Regions from separate parts of the Mus musculus genome. Here regions 2, 3, 4, 5, 6 and 7 are each linked to region 1. Evidence: chromatin contacts called from public Hi-C, HiChIP or PLAC-seq and promoter capture Hi-C data. All regions are on one chromosome and are shown on one strand. The core of a region is the stretch at or near the end of the contact, and the rest is flanking DNA. Distances in the headings are between cores, read along the strand shown. Region 1 holds the start of Arid5b (AT rich interactive domain 5B (MRF1-like)). Region 2 holds the start of Rhobtb1 (Rho-related BTB domain containing 1). Region 3 holds the start of Nrbf2 (nuclear receptor binding factor 2). Region 4 overlaps Rhobtb1 (Rho-related BTB domain containing 1). Region 5 has its middle 27 kb from the start of A930033H14Rik. Region 6 has its middle 10 kb from the start of Gm33130. Region 7 has its middle 4.4 kb from the start of Gm33263.

What was found. Hi-C and Micro-C count contacts between places; a contact is called where the count stands out from the background. HiChIP or PLAC-seq counts read pairs in DNA pulled down with a chosen protein or histone mark. Capture Hi-C pulls out chosen DNA fragments and counts their contacts.
Region 2: an H3K4me3 HiChIP or PLAC-seq map of forebrain shows a contact between it and region 1, with 6 times the contacts expected there. The contact joins the promoter of Rhobtb1 here to the promoter of Arid5b in region 1. A contact is called at or near these places in 9 of 39 promoter capture datasets (the 3T3-L1 cell line, 3T3-L1-derived adipocytes, the C10 cell line and 4 more), 4 of 484 Hi-C or Micro-C datasets (bone marrow-derived macrophages and embryonic stem cells), 8 of 115 datasets of contacts at active chromatin or transcription factors (bone marrow-derived dendritic cells, cardiomyocytes, embryonic forebrain and 5 more) and 3 of 9 other capture datasets (adipose tissue, liver and pancreatic islet).
Region 3: a promoter capture Hi-C map of adipose tissue shows a contact between it and region 1, with 3 times the contacts expected there. The contact joins the promoter of Nrbf2 here to the promoter of Arid5b in region 1. A contact is called at or near these places in 5 of 39 promoter capture datasets (the C10 cell line, the HPC-7 cell line, liver and 1 more), 2 of 484 Hi-C or Micro-C datasets (CD4 T cells and CD8 T cells), 5 of 115 datasets of contacts at active chromatin or transcription factors (T-cell acute lymphoblastic leukemia, bone marrow-derived macrophages, cardiomyocytes and 2 more) and 2 of 9 other capture datasets (adipose tissue and liver).
Region 4: a contact with region 1 is called in an H3K4me3 HiChIP or PLAC-seq map of embryonic limb bud, with 10 times the contacts expected there. The contact joins the enhancer-like site here to the promoter of Arid5b in region 1. A contact is called at or near these places in 5 of 39 promoter capture datasets (the 3T3-L1 cell line, the C10 cell line, liver and 1 more) and 3 of 115 datasets of contacts at active chromatin or transcription factors (bone marrow-derived macrophages, embryonic limb bud and large pre-B cells).
Region 5: an H3K4me3 HiChIP or PLAC-seq map of bone marrow-derived macrophages shows a contact between it and region 1, with 6 times the contacts expected there. The contact joins the enhancer-like site here to the promoter of Arid5b in region 1. A contact is called at or near these places in 5 of 39 promoter capture datasets (the 3T3-L1 cell line, 3T3-L1-derived adipocytes, hippocampal neurons and 1 more), 3 of 484 Hi-C or Micro-C datasets (myocytes, palatal mesenchyme and uterus), 7 of 115 datasets of contacts at active chromatin or transcription factors (bone marrow-derived macrophages, craniofacial prominence, embryonic limb bud and 4 more) and 1 of 9 other capture datasets (adipose tissue).
Region 6: an H3K27ac HiChIP or PLAC-seq map of extraembryonic endoderm stem cells shows a contact between it and region 1, with 4 times the contacts expected there. The contact joins the enhancer-like site here to the promoter of Arid5b in region 1. A contact is called at or near these places in 1 of 39 promoter capture datasets (hippocampal neurons), 6 of 484 Hi-C or Micro-C datasets (adipose-derived mesenchymal stem cells, cortical neurons, embryonic fibroblasts and 2 more) and 7 of 115 datasets of contacts at active chromatin or transcription factors (embryonic forebrain, embryonic limb bud, extraembryonic endoderm stem cells and 4 more).
Region 7: a Hi-C map of cortical neurons shows a contact between it and region 1, with 2.3 times the contacts expected there. The contact joins the enhancer-like site here to the promoter of Arid5b in region 1. A contact is called at or near these places in 4 of 39 promoter capture datasets (the 3T3-L1 cell line, hippocampal neurons and liver), 3 of 484 Hi-C or Micro-C datasets (cerebral cortex and cortical neurons), 5 of 115 datasets of contacts at active chromatin or transcription factors (embryonic forebrain, embryonic limb bud, forebrain and 2 more) and 1 of 9 other capture datasets (pancreatic islet).

Annotation. Positions count from the first base shown.
Region 1 is chr10:68,277,402-68,280,152 of GRCm38.p6, reverse strand. Arid5b (AT rich interactive domain 5B (MRF1-like)) reads left to right here and starts at 1,427. Exons shown (of 10, transcript NM_023598.2): 1 at 1,427-1,463; 2 at 1,969-2,223. The coding sequence starts at 1,443.
Region 2 is chr10:69,211,759-69,214,458 of GRCm38.p6, reverse strand. It overlaps Rhobtb1 (Rho-related BTB domain containing 1), which reads right to left and starts at 1,265. Exons shown (of 11, transcript NM_001252637.1): 1 at 1,084-1,265. It overlaps A930033H14Rik (RIKEN cDNA A930033H14 gene), which reads left to right and starts at 1,361. Exons shown (of 2, transcript NM_001331193.1): 1 at 1,361-1,706; 2 at 2,075-2,700. The coding sequence starts at 1,454. The coding sequence ends at 2,133.
Region 3 is chr10:67,283,946-67,286,645 of GRCm38.p6, reverse strand. Nrbf2 (nuclear receptor binding factor 2) reads left to right here and starts at 1,365. Exons shown (of 4, transcript NM_001036293.2): 1 at 1,365-1,549. The coding sequence starts at 1,520. It overlaps Gm46200 (a long non-coding RNA gene), which reads right to left and starts at 1,213. Exons shown (of 3, transcript XR_001779690.1): 1 at 1,126-1,213.
Region 4 is chr10:69,252,146-69,254,845 of GRCm38.p6, reverse strand. All of the region lies in intron 4 of Rhobtb1 (Rho-related BTB domain containing 1), which reads right to left. Among named protein-coding and RNA genes, the nearest start is that of Rhobtb1, 40 kb to the right of the region's middle. Within about 2 kb of position 1,250, at least 147 of the 459 cell types and tissues checked have an H3K27ac peak or open chromatin away from gene starts, as enhancers often do. A contact at or near this core is called in bone marrow-derived macrophages, embryonic limb bud and liver, where this site is marked.
Region 5 is chr10:69,184,649-69,187,348 of GRCm38.p6, reverse strand. It overlaps a transcript of Rhobtb1 not described here. Among named protein-coding and RNA genes, the nearest start is that of A930033H14Rik, 27 kb to the left of the region's middle. Within about 2 kb of position 1,283, at least 194 of the 459 cell types and tissues checked have an H3K27ac peak or open chromatin away from gene starts, as enhancers often do. A contact at or near this core is called in 3T3-L1-derived adipocytes, adipose tissue, bone marrow-derived macrophages and 8 more, where this site is marked.
Region 6 is chr10:69,098,869-69,101,568 of GRCm38.p6, reverse strand. No RefSeq gene overlaps it. Among named protein-coding and RNA genes, the nearest start is that of Gm33130, 10 kb to the right of the region's middle. Within about 2 kb of position 1,273, at least 7 of the 459 cell types and tissues checked have an H3K27ac peak or open chromatin away from gene starts, as enhancers often do. A contact at or near this core is called in extraembryonic endoderm stem cells, where this site is marked.
Region 7 is chr10:69,154,346-69,157,045 of GRCm38.p6, reverse strand. It overlaps a transcript of Rhobtb1 not described here. Among named protein-coding and RNA genes, the nearest start is that of Gm33263, 4.4 kb to the right of the region's middle. Within about 2 kb of position 1,450, at least 6 of the 459 cell types and tissues checked have an H3K27ac peak or open chromatin away from gene starts, as enhancers often do. A contact at or near this core is called in cortical neurons and pancreatic islet, where this site is marked.

The DNA.
Region 1 (2,751 bases), core at 178-2,677:
GAAGCGAGTACACCATTTTACATCAATGCTGCGAAAATGCAAGCGAGCCAGGCGGAGGACCGGCAGCTGGGTCGCAGCGAGCGAGGGTTTTGCAGTCCCTGCCTGTTCCTTGTTCTGTGGCTCTTAAGTTTCTCTGTTTGCATAATAGCCGTGCATGCAAACCGCGCAATGCTCCAGGGCTCCAGAACAATAAATATACACATTTAAAACCTTTATTGTCTTACGTTGTGTTAACCACCCCCCACCTCCGTTTCCAACAGCTTAATTTCTGATGGTATTTAACTAGTTTGCAAATGGATTATTTTTTTCAGTTTCAAACTATTACCGAGAAAGCTCCCCCTCCCTTTTGGGAGGAGGGGGGCACGGGAAGGATTGGGGGTGGGGTAGAAGTCGGTATATTATTCCTGTAGCGCCGGGTTATATAAACACATTATCATTTGAGAGAGCCCTTGGCGTCCATCAGCATTGTAAACACGTACGAGTGTATATACTTCAAAATTAAAGAATGCACACGCAGAACCCAGAGCCCGAATTCATATTCCGAGCAGACTCGCGGCTCGCATGTATTGATTTATCATGCATGGTTTATTGTTCCTCTCCCTAAATGTAGTTGCTGTCCGTTCAATATTGTTGCAAAATCACGAGACGTGTGTGTACTGCTCACTTGTCTTTCTGCTCTTCTTCTTCCTTTTTTTCCCCCCTGCTGAGTATTTTTTTTTTGCGAAGCGAACAAATGCATTAATATTTATATGTTTATATAATCGATAACCCACTTTTCCCTTCCGTGTAAATAGGCATCAGAAGATAATTTAACAGATTAGTTCTCTCAAACATGGCAGTGAGGAAACGTAATTTAACTATCAAACAAATCTACATGTCTAATAACAGCAAATCTGCTAAGGAGCATTAGAAAGAGGAGCGGCGCCCCGGAATCTCTGCAGGAAATGTTCTTTATATTAGACATATACAAGCAGGTCCTGTCAGATGCACAACGCAGCTCGAGAGACTTGGTCTGCTCCAAAAATCTCAACCGACGTTACCCACAGACACGAGGAACTGAGAAGAGAAAGATACCCTCATTACTTGGTTTTAGGATGGGTTTCAATTTTTTTTTACATCTTCCTGTCTGCTTTTTGCCTTGATCCATTCTCTTCCCGCCGAGGTCGGACTTAGCCCTTCTCCCTATTTCGAATTTGATCAACCCATCTTTGGCAGCAAACCCACATCTTTTTTACAGGAGATGAAAATTGAGTCTTCGAGGAAATATTAGGATATATTTTCAATCATTTTGGTGCTGAGGGGGAGGCTAGAGCTTAGTTTTATATTGAGACATCACGCCGGCTGCAAGCAGAGAATGCTTTCCCCTGCCAGGACCTGATGCAATCCATTCAAGCCAACAAGTTTGGAGAGAATGTTGAGTTCAATCAATTCAGAACGTCGAGATGGAGCCCAACTCACTCCAGGTATTTCGCTCTCCTCCGCTCCTGCGGTCCCGGCGCCCCCCGGCACCCCCCAGCCCCCCAGCTCACCCACCCCCTCACACCCCCTCACACCCCCCACAAACTTTTTACCAAACTTTTACCCTCTGCATCCCCCCAAAATCATTTTTATTGTTTTTTTTAAAAATCCCTGCGCTGATCATACCTACATAATGTAATTTTATCGCCTCATATGGGGAACTGGGGAGGGGTGGTGGGGACCCGGAGGGCTTTTTTTTTCTTTTCTTTTCTTTCTTTCTTTCTTTTCTTTTCTTTTTCTTTCTTTCTTTTTTTTTTTTTAAGGGAGGCAGAAAATTAGTGGGTTTTGTAATATTTTTTCACCCAGCGTTCTATCTGTGGGCCGGTCTGTATTGAGAGTCTTGTGTGTTAATGTGCCTGGGAATAGATATTTGTGCTTGATGGCTACATTATTTACGTGGTGCTTTTTTTTTTCTCTCTCTCTCTCTCCCTCTCTCTCCCCCTCCTGCAGTGGGTCGGCTCACCGTGTGGCTTGCACGGACCTTATATTTTTTATAAGGCTTTTCAATTCCACCTTGAAGGCAAACCAAGAATCTTGTCCCTTGGCGACTTTTTCTTTGTAAGATGTACGCCAAAGGATCCGATTTGCATAGCGGAGCTCCAGCTGTTGTGGGAAGAAAGGACCAGCCGGCAACTTTTATCCAGCTCGAAACTTTATTTCCTCCCCGAAGACACTCCCCAGGGCAGAAATAGCGACCATGGCGAGGTGGTAAACCTATCTCTCCCTCTCTTCCTTCTTTATTATCTACCCCCCCCCTCCAGTAATGCGTATTATAAGGCAAGCTTGAAAATACTGTATTCAGTTCTGCGGTGAGCAGGATCCGCTCGTTTTTTAAAGGGGTAGCGCCACTAACTGGGGCTGGAGTATTTTACCATTGTCAGAGTTTGGCTGTCAGCTTTACAAAGACCGTCCAACTGCTGATTTTAGTCAAGATCAAATAACTTGTCAAGAAGGGTTTTGTTCCAGGGTGTGTGTGTGTGTGTGTGTGTGTGTGTGTGTGTGTGTGTGTGTGTTCGTTTAGCTACCTCTTCTTGAAGATTAATATCTCATGCTTTAATATACATATTTTAATGTACATATTTTTTGCTTTTTAATTTTTTTAATTTTTTTACTTCATGCCTGGCTCCTGGGCTGGGTAGCTTTCTTTTAGTGGGTTTTGATATTGTTCACGTTTTTTTTTTTTCTTTTAAGTATTTGATATGTTTAAGAGGGCGGAAATTACGAAACGGAGGC
Region 2 (2,700 bases), core at 16-2,515, 930 kb before region 1:
TCTGCCCTTGGCCAAGCTGAATGCCTCTGGAAGCATGGCATGGTTTGGAGTCTCTTGTATGTTTTTATGGCAGGTAGCACAACCTACAGAGAACCTCATGCTGAAACCCCAGGCTGAGTATTCAGTAGTTTCCCCAAAAGCACAGACCAGGGAGATTCAGTCAGGATGTCTCCTCTGCTTGCTACTATCTAGCGTTTCCCAGCTTTCTGTAACTTATCAAGCTTAATGCATGCCTCCACCCCCAATGCCCCAGCATATGTGTACAGGCAGTCCCAAAGGCGCAGCTCTTGTGCTGACGTGCAAAGCCAACTCAGAACCCTGTGCTTGGCTCTCCCTCCTAACTTTTCTGGCTTGTCTGAGTCTAAATATTGACTTTGCTCCTCCGTTGAGTAGTTTGATATGGGATGGAAACCCCACGGCCAACAGTGGAATCAAATGTTATATATACATTTTTTACACAGTCTTGCCTTCCTTCCACTTTTTTGGGGGTGGGTGTGAGTGTGGATCTCTTCTGTGTCTCTCCCCCTACCCCCTGGCTGTGAACCTAGCTGAACACTTAAGTTGAGGTGTGTGCAAGCCCCTCACAAGGCAGCGTGTATTGTTGGCACAGCAACTCACAACAGACTCCCTAGACACAGGGCTAGGGGGGAGGGGAGGGAGAGGGGCGTCATCGTGCATCCAAAGACACTGCTTGGGGCAGGGCAAACACCCAAGGGCTCAGAGCACCCTGCTTCTCGCGTCCCAAGTTCCCCACCAGAGTCCTTCGAGGAAAAGGCGCCTTTCCCCGGGGGCGCGGCAGCACCCGGCCCTGGTGCAACCGGACTGCTAAGGTGCCTGTTGTACGTGTTGTCTGCCGCTACAAGTTAGGGGTGCGGCCGGGGCGGGTGCTCTTCCACATCTCTTCAGCTCACTCCTCTGGGAGGGGACTGTCCCCCCGCATCCCTTCAGCTCACTCTCGCAAACGTTGCTGGGGGAGGGTGGGAACATGGGCCGGGGTCCCCACCTGCCACCCGCGAGGCAATCGGGAGCTGGTGAGGGTGCTCCGCTGCTCACTGGGACACTCAGCACGACACAGCCACCTACCCTGCAGCCGAGCGAGACCTGGCTCCCTCCGCCGCTCAGCAGCGGCCCCCGCCGCGCGCGCTCGCGGGGACGCCGGGACCCTGCGCACCGCGCGCCACCCGCCCGGCGTGGCACAAAGGCAGCATGGCCCAGCCGCACCCGGCCGCGTCCGCGTCCCGGCGCAGGCCACGGGACTCGTCCCCAGGTCGCTGTCGCCGCCAGCCCTGCCCTCCTCCCGCCCCCTTTCCTGGCCAGGCGGGGCACCGGGCGGAACCCTGCGCCCGGGCACGGAGCGAGCAAAGCGGTGGCGGCCTCCGATCGCTCTCTCTCTCTCCACCGTGACGTGAGCAGCCTTGGCGGCTATTTATAACCACACGATTGGATTTCATTCATGAAACCAGGGCCTGGTGTGTCTGAGCTGTGGGACGCGAGGTGGCGAAGGTGCTGCGGCTGCACGCACACCGGAGGGGCCTGGGCTCCAGGGCCGGGATCAGCGTGCGTCCCGCTACCCCGGGGACCCGGCCTTAAGCCAAGCGGAGATCAGAGCAGGGCAGGGTGTGTGCGAGCTGTCCCCGCGCCCCCTCCCCGCAGCATCCCACCCACTCCCGAACATCCGCTGGCCCTCAGTCCTGGGCTCAGGAAAAGTAAGTTGGGCCACTAACCGGCTGGGCAGCATAGCTTTCTTCCCCCTAGGAACTGACCGGCCGCGGACTCCGAGGGAGGACATTGGCTTTTGTTTCAAAACCGAGCCCAGCTGCTGACTAAGCGCTGCGCTGGCCCAGCCTCCTCCCCTGGGCGCTGCACGTGCGGGCTGGCTCTCCCCCTCCTGGTCACCTTCCCCTGCACCGGGCTCAAGGGGTCCCGGCAGGGGGCGGGGGGGGGGGACGCCCAGCTTTTCCCCCCACCCGGTCCTCCCCACCCCCACCTCCCACCCCGAAATCAGCTGTTTTAGAGAGGCTGGGGGGCGGGGGGGGGGAGCTGAAACTGATTTCGGCCTCTTCTGGGTCTGCAGGAAATCTTGGAAGGGAAAACCAGTTTCGGGGACACTGTGGACTTTCAAGCCGATTGTGAGTTCTGGGGGCAGAGTTCTGGTTACTTTTCACGGATCCGCAGAAGAACTGCCTAGGTGCCTAGGGGTGTCTGGCATCACGCGATGCTCTAAGGAGGTGACAGGGAACTGCAACTAACTTGGCTCCTGTCCGCAGGGAACTTTCAGTCCGCCTTCTCAACTGCCTGTTAGACTGGGCTGTGTAATCCGCTCACTCTAGTCCTGCAACGAGACGAGACAGCTGGCGGATTAGGATGTGAATGCCTTCAACTAGGGATGTGCTACGTTTATAAAACCCTTCTAAAGGCTGACATGGAGCACACAAAAAATGGCCACGCTACATCCTTGGCCTCCATCAGTTCTTAGCTAAGGCCTTGCCAGCATCTCGAAAGGGTGGGAAAGATAGATAGCCGTATTTTACTGTGAGGACGGTTACTTAGGGCTATCCTTCAACTTCCCTTAAAAAAATGAATAGCAAACAAAACCCTCTCTCACAGTAACGCCTCCGTCCCTCCTTTTCAGGAAACCACATTTGGTTTTCTTAGATGGACTTCTCTTCCTCCCCAGGATCTCTGGTTTCCAGTCTCTTT
Region 3 (2,700 bases), core at 116-2,615, 990 kb after region 1:
GTTTACAGATGTTGTACATTGCCTCTGCTCTTTCCTCGGCTGGCTTTTTAAGGTTTCATATTAAAAAAAAAAAATCACATCCCAGGGGGCTGGAGAGATGGCTCAGAGGTTAAGAGCACTGACTGCTCTTCCAGAGGTCCTTAGTTCAATTCCCAGCAACCACATGGTGGCTCACAACCATCTCTAATGGGATCTGATGCCCTCTTCTGGTCTGTCTGAAGACAGTGACTGTGTACTAAAATAAATTAAATAAATAAATCTTAAAAAAAAATCACACCCCAGGTGGGTTTCCTTTAACACCCAACCTGCGTCTCCACGTCCTCCAATATTACAAATTCTTAAAGGTACATTCATGTGGTTCTTTGAAGTTTTTTTCATTACAGAATTTGGTACTGTAAAACCTCCAGGTAAGGGGCTGGTGAGATGGCTCAGTGTGTAAGAGCACCCGACTGCTCTTCCAAAGGTCCGAAGTTCAAATCCCAGCAACCACATGGTGGCTCACAACCATCCGTAATGAGATCTGACGCCCTCTTCTGGAGTGTCTAAAGACAGCTACAGTGTACTTATATATAATAAAAATAAATAAATCTTTAAAAAAAAAAAAAAAAAAAAAAAACCTCCAGGTAAGCCCGGTTTCCTTCACACAATATGTTAGTTGTTCTCTCAGCTCCTCTCCATCTCCCTTTCTCCATAAACCATATCTACTTGCCAGTGGGTGCGGAAACAGAAAGACCTTAGCACAGTGATTTAGTACATAGTTGTTGAAGAACGGTTATACTTGGTGGCTTATAATCCTTCTTGCTTTAGAATTAGTTTGTGACCCTGGGGTCACTTATCTCTGTCAAATCCTCTCGGTGGAGTGGAGGTATGGTGGCACCTGCTCATATGCTCGACACAAGACTGCCACATGTACAAGATCTGGGCCACAGACTCTCTGCCAAAAGGCAAAAAATATGGAAACCTCCTGTAAGGCGGATCTAGTGCAGGGTGTTAACTTGGCTCAAATTTGCTTTTTAAAAAAAAGTCAACGGAGATAGAACAGAAACGGAGAAGGAGGGGTGAGGTACAAGGAGAGGACCTGAGAAAGCCTACGGGAAGGAAGAAAGGTCAAGCGTGCAGAGTGACCTTATTAACCAACTAGCCAGACCCGGCTCATCACGTGACAGCCGCCGCCGAAGTCTAGCAGAGCTCCCTCTCGCGAGGAGAGGGGCGGTTTTTGTCACTTAGCTGCTGCCCCGCCCCTAGCCCCGCCCACCCCATGCTCTCACCCCAGCCGCGCCCCCTGCCTCGCGCCGGCGCGTGGCGACGTCACGCCGCCGCGCGCAGCGACGCCGGGACGGCCCCCCGCGACGCGACGTCGGAGGCGGAAGTGGCGCGGCTGTCGCTCTTGGGCTCTCACTGCCGGCTCCGGGTTCTGCGAGGAGCCTCCTGCCAGCCGCCGCGTCTCCCTGCCCTCGCTGCCCCTCCATGTGCCCGGGCGCCGCCGCTCCGCCTCGGGCCGCTGCTCACCCCGGGGTTTATGGAAGTGATGGAAGGACCCCTCAACCTTGTGAGTGGTCGCGGGCTGAGTCGGGGACCGGTAGGCTGCGGGGAAACGCGGGCTGAGGGGGTCAAGCGGCACTGAAGGGGGAGCCGCGAGCTCATGGAGGGGACCCTGATCCCCGGGGCTCAGGCCTCTCCCTCGGGGCCCGTGGCATCTGCCCTGCTGGGACCGCGTCCCAGCGCCACGTAGCCGCCGCCTGCAGGCCGCGGGCAGAGTCGGGGTGTCGGGGCCGCGCCTCGCACACCGCACCCCCTCTTCCCTGCTGCCCTCGCAGCTGGGCTAGCGAAGGCCCCTCTGAAACAGCTGGATCGGAACCCCAGTCCACGCCCCGCAGCCCGGTGCCTTTGCTTTAAGGCTCACGAAAGTACCAGACGTGTTTGCCTTTCTCAGAAACACATACAGAGAGACACACAGGGGGCCGGGTCATTATTGTTTGGGGCAAAAAGGAACACACACACACACACCGCCCCAAACAACCCCACAAAACCCCAAACCTCCCACAGTTCTGTTCTAAGTGTGATCACAGGACATCTTCGGGTTTCCTGGGAAAAGGTTCATGAAATTCAGATGCAGACGTCTGGTTCCTTAGTGTTGCGGAGTAAAACTTTGCAAGTCCCAAGTCTGTAGGTGGTTTGCGATGATGCGGAGGGATTGAGAGCAGGACCGGGAAAGATTGATTGCTTCCTTTGGAACTCTGCCCTCCCTCCCGGCTTGGAAGAGCCTGGTCCGTGCTGTGCAGAGAAGCCAGAGTCTGTGGTTTCAGACTATGGATTTCTGGAGCCAAACTCCTGGATTTGAACTCGGGCTTAGTCACCTAATAGCCTCAAGAGACCTTGAACAAAAATTTTCACTTCATTGTTTTTTTTTGTTTTTGTTTTAACCCTCGTTCGTTGTGAGGATTAAAGGACTGAATAGATAAGAGACACGTAGAACTGTACGTTATGGATGGAACATTGGAAGAGTTAGTTGCTCCAGTGAGACCGTAGCCCCTGTCACTTAATGAGATTTGGGAGTGTTGAGCGTCAACGCTGGAGAGTGAACACCTAAAGCTATGGTTCCATCCCTGGCGCCAGGTTTGCAGCTCCGAGAAATCTACCCAAGAGTTACTAATTTAGACCCTGCGTCCGTTTCTAAGTGGATTACACTTCAGGCTAATG
Region 4 (2,700 bases), core at 1-2,500, 970 kb before region 1:
TCATGAAGCCCTGGAGCATCCCAGCTGGAGAGACGGGAGAATGCTGGTTTTCATTGTCCACACAGACAGTGAGAGACATATGAGACCAGGAGGAGGTGGCCAGAGAGTCTGCCACCTAGCCACGCTGTCAGCCACGAATGAGGAGGGAGTGGCGGGATGTGGGCTTTGCAGTTCGCCAGACCAGGAAGGAAAACTCAGCTCAGCTCCGTCGCAGCTGCCTGACCTTGGCCCTTCCTGTAGCTGCTTCCTCAACTGTGAAATGAGCTTACTTTGCAGGGTCACCACGACAACAAGGCTGCTGGATAGGATATGAAGGACTCTGGGCAGCAGCTCAGGCATCCAGGGCTGCTCAGCTTATGTTGGAGCTGCTGCCAACACCTTTAGCATCACAGGATTTTAGCATCACCTGACCCTGGGGCAGATGAGCCAAGGAAACAGTGACATCTGCAGTTACTTACATGAGCTTGGCTTGGAGGAGAGGGATGGAGCGTCCCATGTGCCTTCCTAAAGGCACAACTCATCCCATTTGCTGTCCTTTTTCAGATGCCCAGTATCAAAGTGTGACCTATCATTCTCAGAGATGAGTGATATCCCTTTAAGAGGCTCTTTGTTGCCAAGAAAAGAACGGCTGGTGACAGTCATGGTTACTATGTATGGTTTTGTTCCTGACATTTGAAAAGATCCAGAGAAGAACTTTAAAAGTTCATCCAAAAGTGGATGGTGCTTGGGAGGTGGGAGGAAGACCCCACCAGCTGTTGTGCTGGGACGGGTGGCTTGCCTTCCTGAGGGCAAAGGAGCCAGAAGGTAAACTGTGGGCAATAATTCCAGTCAACAATTGCACAAATACGGAAGAACAGGCAAGTACTTTGCTCTCCAAGGTGGGGTGCATCCTGTTTAAAGTGAGATGGAGATGCCTTGGTGTAGGAGAAGCAATGGGAGCCCCCGGAGTCCTGGAGAGCTGCAGGCGAGACTGCCCCTTGAGACACAGGACTGGGAGTGGAGGCAGTTCCTCACCAGTGGCGTGGAGACCCCCTGCCTCTTAGGGCTCCCCAGGCAGATGGGTTATCTGATGTTGGCTGAGATGCCATGTTGTCTGAGATCTAGGAAGACCTTTGATACACTGGAGCTATCTTTTCTAGTTGGCAAAATAGGGGGTGGGTATAGGGTTAAATAGTAAGCCACAGAGAGCAGTGGCCTTCTGTGTACAGTTAAACCAAGTTAGAAAGTTTTCAAATTCCAGTTGGCCAGCTGCCTGTCCCTGATTCCTCCTAGTCCTGCTGGATTGTTCTAGAAACCAGACCCTTCTGTGCAGGGAGTACTGGAGGAGTAACATGTGAGCTTCCTTTGTGTTGAGAAGCAGAGAAAGCCAGGACTGAGGTCTCCTGAGGCATCCTGACATGAGTCTGGTTTCTCTCACTGTCTCCCTGGGAATGCAATTAATTATTTTAACAAGGCTCCAAATGCCTTGGCATGCAGGCAGAGTGAGTGCCTCAAAGTTTACGGCGGGTTGCTTATCCTGTTGAACTGTGGCTCACACCAAGTACAGTTAAAACATAAGTACAAGCAAAACCAAAACAAACCAAACAAAACAAACGGGTTTAGGGACGGAGACATGCATGGCTCAGTGCACAGGAACACTTCTTATTCATACAGAGGACCTGAGTCTGGTGCTCTGCTCACAACAATCTGGAACTCCTGTTCTAGTGGATCCAACATCGTCTTCTGATTTCTGAGTGCTTCTGTGCACACACACACACACACACATACACACACACACACACACACACACACACACACACACACACACACACACACACACATATGCATGCACGCACACACCCACCAAAGTAGGTTTCTATACCAAAGTAATTAGCTGAAGCTGCAATTATGCTTTCTCTTCCTCAAATAAAACAAAAAAGGGAAGCCACTGTGAAGTTAAACAGCTCTCTTATATAGCACGAAAGAGAATTGGCCGAAGCTCTCTACAGAATAGAGAGCATCAAAATGTGCTACCAAATTTTCCCCACAAAGTGTAGCCTTCTGGGCACCGAATCAATATGGCGTCGCATAGTAAGCATTTCTAGAAGACGCTGGTGGCAGAGATGGGGTAGGGGTAGGTTTCTAGGTTTTTAAGTCTCTCCTGAAGTGAGTAGGGTCTGTGGCAGCAGGCCAGGAGGCTGTAGGCATGGGTAGTGACTGAGGAAGTACAAGGTAAAATCAGGCAGGCAGCAGGAGGGCCCCTTTAGGGAACCAAGGGCCCAAGTAGGTGTGCTTCTTGTTTCTGTTTCAGTGATAACAGGGTGCAGGTGACAGAATCTATGACGGGTGCTCAGAGCAATGGACCCCAAGCCGGTTGAGGCCCAGGAAAAGAACAGCTTGTTTTGTTGGGAGTGAGAGGACAGGCAACCCTAGCTAGGGGGGTGAGGGTGGGGCAGGGCAAGGCCCACTGTACACTTGTGAGGTTGTGGGGCAGTCAAAGTCTCACAAGAGCAAAACACCTATAGCTGCTGCTTAGCTGGCCACGTCACACCGTGTTGTCTCAAACACAAACGTGCGTCAGAAGCAGTCGGCTGATCTACTCGGATACCTCGCTGAGCTCATCCGGTGCCTCTTCCTGCCTGGGTACTTTCTTAGGACTGGGATTCTAAAAGTCCTTCATCCCAGTTTTGCCCACCCTTCCTTTCTTCAAAAACTTCATTC
Region 5 (2,700 bases), core at 34-2,533, 910 kb before region 1:
TTAAGACCTCAGCATCTGAAAATTGTACACTCAGGTTCTCGCCTTCATCTTTCTGGGATGCACCCTGTGCTGGTTTGCCACCACCACAACAGGAAGCCCTGTGCACTACCAGAATTGGATGCTGTTCGGAGCTGTGTCTCCCCAGATTGCCATGCTTTACATCGTAAAAGGAACATTTTAAAATTAACGTTGCCACTTACAATCTCCAAATCGAATAGCCATCCTCCGTATATCAAGTCAGTCTGCTACCCTTTCTAGACTAAGCCACCTACCCTTATTTCTTTGTCCTATTCCTTACTAAATCTACCATCAAACCAATTCTTCCATACGTAGTAACCTCAGAGTGAGAACAAGCATGGATAGAGACTTGGCAATGCCTGGAATAGTTTTGATTTCTCCATAAAGGGCAGAAGCTTTGACTTCTTGCTTTCAAGCATCTATATTCTCTACACGCCCACAGGCACAGGGTCACCTGAACCAGTGGCTCTCAGCCTTCGAATGCTGCGTGACCCTTCAATACAGTGCCTCATTTTGTGGTGACCTCCAACCATGAAATTATTTTCATTGCTACTTTGTAACTGTAATTTTGTTGCTGCTGTGGAATGTACCATAAATATCTGGGGTTTCTGATGGTCCTAGGCAACCTCAGTGAGAGGGTGGGAGACCCACAGGTTGAGAAGCACCGGCCTAGGCTATGTGTGTACAGGTCATATATAGAAAGACAAAATGTAAACCTCATATAATTCCATCCCAAACGTTGTGAAATGAACTCTTATTTTGTTTTCTCAGGTTTAGTGGGTTTTCTAGATAGACACAACGGGATAGAAATGATCACACCACTGACAACTTGAAGGAAGCAGTTGCAGGACCTAAGCAGTGGACAGACTGGCGCCAAAGGGTTAGATCCTGGCCTGTGTTTTGGGCCACTGCTGCCCTCTAGGGGACATGTGTGAAATGAGTCAAGTTTCTAGAAAAAAAAAAAAAAAAAAATCAAGACCGAAAATCATTCTATCCCGTCAGCTTTTATGAAAGAAGACAACTAAAAACTCATCAAAACAGGTTCGTGGATTATCTATACGAATGACACAGAAAACAATCCCACAATCCCTCCAGACACGCGCTTTCCCGGGCCATCTGACTGAGACTCACTCTTTGAGAGAAATGCCTTTTTTTTTTTTTTTTTTTTTTTTTTTTTTTTTTTTGTCAAGCCTGGTTCTCCGCAGTATTTTGAGCCTGTTATTTCTTGTCCTGCCAGGGAGCAGCTGCGGACTATGACTAATGTGTTACTCACTGTTTATACGTTCAGCTCTTAGCTTCCAGGGCCCCAGAAACCAGAAACTCCGGCTCCTTCCCTTTTTATGAAGTCAGTTCGTTCCGAGGAAAATATGCAAACATTTCACCAGTTGCCAAATTGATACTTATTTCTGGGCAAGGAGCGTCACTAATTTCACGCATAGGGAAAACATTAACTCATGGTGTTTTTTTTTTTTTTTTTTTAAACACTTGGAAAACTAGGGATACTATCTGCTCTTTTCTTCCTAGATTTCTTAATAATAATTAAAACTTCTATGTGTATGAGTATTTTGTCTCTATACAGCACTTCTATGCCTGGTGTCCCAGAGGACAGAAGAGGGCACTGGATCCCCTGGAACTGGAGTCATGGTTTGTGACCCACCATGTGGGTGCTGGAAACAGAAACCACGGGGCTTTCTGAGGGATCAAAAGGTGCTCTTCAGGCTAAGCTGCTTCTCCAGCCCCCCCTCCCCCAAATCTTGGCCTTAGCGGAGAGTTTAAATGACTCACAGAACTCAAACTTCCCTGTTTGGGGGATAATTTCATGACTTCAGGAAAAGCAGGCTTGTTTCAGTACATCTATCGCCCATCCATTAAGCATTTGCTGAGCTTGTCGTTGCTCAGCAAACACCATGTCAAGGGTGCCAAGCATGTAGGAGAACCCGAGCATACAGGAGAAAGAAGGTACCATTTAGGAAGCCTGGATCTTTGGTCTTTAAGTTGATTTGAAAGTAATAAACGGATTCAACAGAAACCACACTTTTTTTGAACCTTTGTGTTTTTCACAACACAACATTCAATGCTCTTTCGTAATGGCAGGCATCGGCAGTGTGGAGGCCAGTCAGTAGTGGGTAATGGCAGTCAAGCACTATGCTGCACAGTACCGAGTGGGTGTGGTGGTTTGAATATGCTTGGCCCATGGGAAGTGGCACTATGAGGAGGTGTGGCCTGGCTGGTGGAAGTACATCACTGTGTAGGTGGGCTTTGAGGTCTCCTAGCCTTCATGCTCCACTCAGTGCAGAAGAGACCCTACTCCTGGCTGCCTACAAAAGAATCCAGGGCTGCCTGCTGATCAGATAGAGATGTAGAACTCCCGGCTCCCCCAGCACCATGTCTACCTGGATGCTGCCATGCTTCCACAGTGATGATAATGGGCTGAACCTCTAAAACCATAAGCCAGCCCCAGTTAAATATTTGCCTTTGTAAGGGCTGCCTTGATCATATGTCTCTTAACCGCAATAAAACCCAAACTAAGACCGTTGGGAAGCCGTGAGATTCAAGTGTGTTCGCATGCATGTGTGCTGATGGAGGCCCTGGATTATTATGGGGTGTCTTCTGCCATGGCTCTCCACCTTGTTTTTTGAGACAGGGTTTCTCACTGCACTTGAAGTTCGGTGCTCTAGGCTA
Region 6 (2,700 bases), core at 24-2,523, 820 kb before region 1:
GTAAATCTTGCTTCCCGTCCTCAGTCACATGGAGTCAATCCTGAGGATGTCAGAACGCAGCTGTGTTTCAGAAGAAAAGGTCTTGGAAGGTGCTAGAAGTTTACAGTGATACCCTCAGAGCTGGACCATCATATCATGGGACAGGTGTCTTTGGAAGGAGAGAGAGGGGTATAAAACGAGACATCAGGGGGGTGTGGATATAAAATTATATATAGCCCTATGAAGAGGCAGAGAGATAAAGCTCTGAGCAGGCTGAAGTGAGCCCCAGGGGAGACTGAAGGCCCCTGAGAAATTGGTCATCTCTTTGCAACGAAGTGGGAAAGCATACACAGGTGGTCCTGGCTGCCCACTGTGAGCTGTTTTGGATGCGTGGGTGAGGTGCACAGTTCTTCTGGCATCTCCAGGTTGAAAGAGTCAGTGGTAAACTGATTAGACCTTAATAGATGCTTCTGTTTGGACTAACTGAAATCTTTTCCCGTGAAGACTTCTTCCTGATTAGGAAACTTGAATTTTGAACCCTTTCCCGGTGTCCCCAACAGACTTCTTTACTCCTTTAGATGGCTGTGTAAGACCTTCATATAGAATAACTGTGCGCGACAGCGGCCTTGCAGACAGCAAGACTGGTCTTGTTAGAACCTAGTGGGGAAACCCCCACTTAACTCCCGATTTGGCGTGCACCCAAGAATCACGAACAGACGACCATCTTGATGTAAATACATGAGGACGTTTAATTACGGAGCTCCGGACTGACATGTATCCCACACAGGAGATAACGGATGTCGGCCACGAGGCTCGAAAGCTAGGGGTTTTTATGGGGTAAGGGGCTTAGGGTTGTGGAATTCAGCATAGCGACACACTATTGGCTTATTTAAACATTAACAGAAAGATTACATGTCAGCAAAAGAGCATCAGGACTTTGTTCCTGTGGGCTGGGGGCTTATCTTTGCTCACATAGCAACCAGTTGATGTATGACTTTACCCGGCATCAAGGGGCAGTAGACAGAGGGGAGGTTCTGGCCAGGTGGTGTTGACCCAGACAAGATAGCCCTGTTATGTCCTCACATTCCTTTTTATCTTAAAGGTTAAGCTGTTCCCAGGAATGTTTTAACTACGGGGCATACCCAGGTTTGTTTTTCTTTTTTCTCAGCCCCAGGCAGCCTCTAGCTCACAAACAACCAGCAATTTCTGAGTACTTTATATGACTTACAGGTCTTGAAATTTCATCTTTCTTTCAGTCTCAGTAAAGATCTGGAGAAGAAAGCAAAACCACAAACTCAGGGGCTGGAGAGATTGACAGGGGCTAAGGGCACTCGCTGGCTGTTCTTTCAGAGGACCTAAGTTAGGCACCCAGCGCGCCAGCTTTAGTTATAACTTCCAGTATCTCTTGCTCCAGGAATCTGATGCCCCTCCCCTGTTTTTTACCTTCTTCATAGTCTTTGCACTCAGAAGTGCATAGGTCCATGTGCTCTCTCCCTCCCCCCCCACCTGCCTCCAACACCAACAACCTGAAAAGCAAAGTGTCTGCCCTTATTTCAGAAAATATATATATATATATATTTTTAATTTTGCAATTCGGACAGATTTCCTACAGCGGGATAGGATCTGTGCTGGCTTCAACAGAAGATGCGTTAACACAGAGTGGGACTTTAAATTGTTTGCATGACAAAGGCTGTAAATTATGCGAGGTGACTCAAATTATTCATGAGAGAGGAGCTCTTGATTTATGCAGCAGCTTTGTGTAAACTTCATTTGGGGCGGCGGGTGGTGGTGGGGTGGGATAAAAAGGTAAATCATTTTTCTATCCACTTGAATCTGAGGAATCTTTATCGAATCTGAGAAACTTTTTATCTTAAGTCATCCCTCATCTCAGCAAGCGGGTTTTTTGTTTTGTTTGTTTGTTTGTTTGGTGGCCTCAGTGCAAACCTTTACGCGAAGCAAAGCTCTTTCCAGAATCTGCGTGGGTGGACACGCATTCCTTAAACAGAGGTACCATGGGCCAACAGCTCTGTGCTAGGCGTGGGGATTCAAGGAACTGGCCTCTCTGTCTTCACGGGCGGTCTGTCTTTGGTAGTGTTTGGAGAGGTCCCGTGTTCAAAGAGGCAAACCAGTCCTGGTCTGCAAATGCTTTGCAACATGAAAATACAGGATATTCTTACAAAATGGAGTTACAGGACTTCATGATAAGTAAAACCAGGTCTCCCTTAAGGTAGATTTTTATCAGCAAGCCAGTAAAAATGATTAATAGAACTGGTTTGTTGTCTCAGTCCATTTTCTATAGGTAGTAGCATTTCTACGTATTCACACCCACTACAAACCATACCGAGGAGAACTATGACGGAGAGTACCCACTTCCGTAGGTCCATTTATTAAGTCCCTAACATGCTCACTGCATTGTATGAGGTTTTTGTAAGAGCTGTAAGTCATGCCAAGGTAACGCTAAGCAGTCACAATATTCTAGAAGCAAATGGCTGTCAGCCTTGTGGTGCAGAGACAGGCAAGGCTAAACCTAAAGGAGGAGGGTCATAATGGACAGTTGCCATGGACAGTAAATAGCTCTATTAAGTCCTATGTATTATCGTGTAGGAAATCTCATTAAATGCTGTGGCTTGTTATGTAAGGGAAATTTTGAATATTGTACTAGCCTGTAAGTAAGCAGCACATTATTGGCTTAAATTGCTTTATTTAATGGAAAGCATTATT
Region 7 (2,700 bases), core at 201-2,700, 880 kb before region 1:
TGACTTTTCTAAAATACAGGGGCATTTGAATTAGCCATTTTTATGTACATAGCTGTTCTGAAACTCCCTTAAAAAAAGCAAAGGCCAATGCCTTAATAAGAGGCATTATGACACAGACCTATTTGAATCAGGCTTATGAAAAACAGGACTGGAAAAGTTGAAATGCCTGCTGCATACACTGCAAATAGATTTAATTAATGGAAACCCCAAGGACGGAACTTCTTTAAATAAGCAATTGCGTAGGGAATTAACAGTGTAAATAGGATCCTGACTTATTAGCGCAAGTTCCCCTTCCCCCCAGTCTGAGATGTAGGGGCAAACACTCACTCACCTACGCTTTAAGTTAGGTATGCACACATGGTGACACATGGTGACTATGGGGCCCTAGCACATTTAAAACCTTTTAATAACTTGTTCACAGACTGGGCTTATGTTTACCTTTGCTTTGCAAACGCTGTATTTATGGGCAGATAAGATATGGTGCTTTAAACATGTCTTTTCAGCCTTATGTACAATTTTTAGACACAGAATAAACCATTTTTTTTTTTCAGGGACCCTTTCCGAGCTCTTCCATACATCCAATCTATATGCTAATACCAGAATATTCTCATGGTTTGTTATTAAGGGTTCCCCTAAGGACTTCTACTTTGTAATGTTTTGTTGAAGTTACTCCGTGTAGTTAAAGGTAATAAAAGCCACATTTGTCTAAGAGTTATCTGTAATTCAGCCCTCACATACATTCAGGTATGCGTACTTCCCCAAGCCTGGAATAAATGAAATGCTTACAATATTCATAGCTACACACAGAAGGCATTTCTGTAAAATATGCATCAGAACATTAAATATAGAAATAAAAATAAAACATGTTGCGGACTGAAATTAACACATACGTTTGTGGGTAGGCAAGGCAGAGTCGGTCTGGGGAGAAGAAAAAAAACCTACCAACATTGCCCCTTTTCTCCAAAAGCTGATGTCTCCTGTTCACTCTGACCTTTGGCCTAGCCACTTGCAGAGTGATCATGCATTTTTTGAGTTGAAGACAGCTGTTGCTGGGGCCAAGACGGGTAGATACTCCAAGAGAGGCATCTGGGAAGAACAGGAGCGCTACCGAACAGCAATCTGTCCATTTCTAAATCGTCCTTGTATGTGGCCATGATGTTTCAAGGACCACATGTCAGTTTTGTGCACAAAACTCTACTTGTGTATAAAATATGCAGGGAAGACTCATGTTATTTTCATGATCCCAACTCCTATGTAGGTCAAGATGACTCAAATTGTAGATCAGAGGAAACATGTTCAACTACAATTTATAAAACCCATGATGTAATGTTTAAAAATGGAGTGTTCTTATTTCATTTTTTTTTTTTTTTGTGAAAATGCAAACACCCTTAACATGAGTCTGGTTGCTATTCATATGGTGTGCCATCTTTACGTAAAGCAATGTTTCTACATTTTTAAAATATATATATACTGTAGAATGCAGTGCTAATTTAGTCACACAAATTAGTACTTACCATGCAAAAGGGAAAAATAAGCTTCAACTCCATTTTCATTACTGAAGACAGCCTGGTGAAGGACGCGCGTCTAGATGCCTCTGTGTTGCAAAACCTAGGAAGGAGGTGGAAGCAGGAGACACATAGTGAAGAGAAGAAACTGCCGATACAATATTAGCTCCATACACTAGTGGTGATTCTCCATCAGGACAAGAACTGCTCAGCCAGGACATGCCATTTGGAAATCTCCCAAAGAATTAGTGTAAGAGGGGCAGAAAGTTACCCCTCTTTCAGGGGAGCAGGGGAAAAGGGCTGCCCTTGGAAGCAGGATGCTAGAGTGAACCCTCCTCTAGGGGTCTTTATTACTATTAGTATTATTATTATGTTTTAATCATTTAACCTGGACTGGCCTCAATTATTATTATTACTTTTAATTCATGTAGCCTGGGCTGGCCTCAACCCTTGATACATAGTTGAGGATGTCCTTGAATATCAGCTCCCATGCATCCATATCCCCAGTGCCAGGACTACAGGCAAGCATCAGCAACATGCCATGTTTTATACAGTTCAGGGGATGCAACTCAGGACTTTGTGCATGCTGGGCCAGTCTGTGCCAACTGAGTTCCATCCCTGCTCCCATGTCCTCTCAGTAGGATTGTTCTGAGGATCCAGGGAGGTGAGGAGTGGAGAGACGATCCGGTTAAAACAAGGGCCGTGGCACTGAGCTAAGATTGAACTAAACTGGCCTCCAGTCATCGGCCCTCCAGCCAAGCAGACACTGAATACTGGCAAAATATAACCACGTAAGGCAAGTGCCAGCTGCCACCAATCAGGTGGCTTTGGGTTGTCACTGTCTTTTCTCTGGTTATAACTTATCTATTTGGAAGGATGGAATCTTCTGGACATGTTTGTCTCAGAGTATTGTTGGGTCATAGGTCCTCATTTCATTCTCTTCCCCCCACCCCCACGTGTGTGTGTGTGTGTGTGTGTGTGTGTGTGTGTGTGTGTGTGTAGTGCTGGGGACAAGGATACATTAAACTGATAGACACAACTGATCTCAGCCTTTTTTTTTAATGAGGTACTTATTATGTTTGTACCCTGACACATTTTACCTTAAGGATTTGATATGGTTTCCAAAAATCAAGTTTATAAGATATGAGTAAAAATCAGAAAACAACATTGAAAATAAAAAAGAAAAAGAATGCAC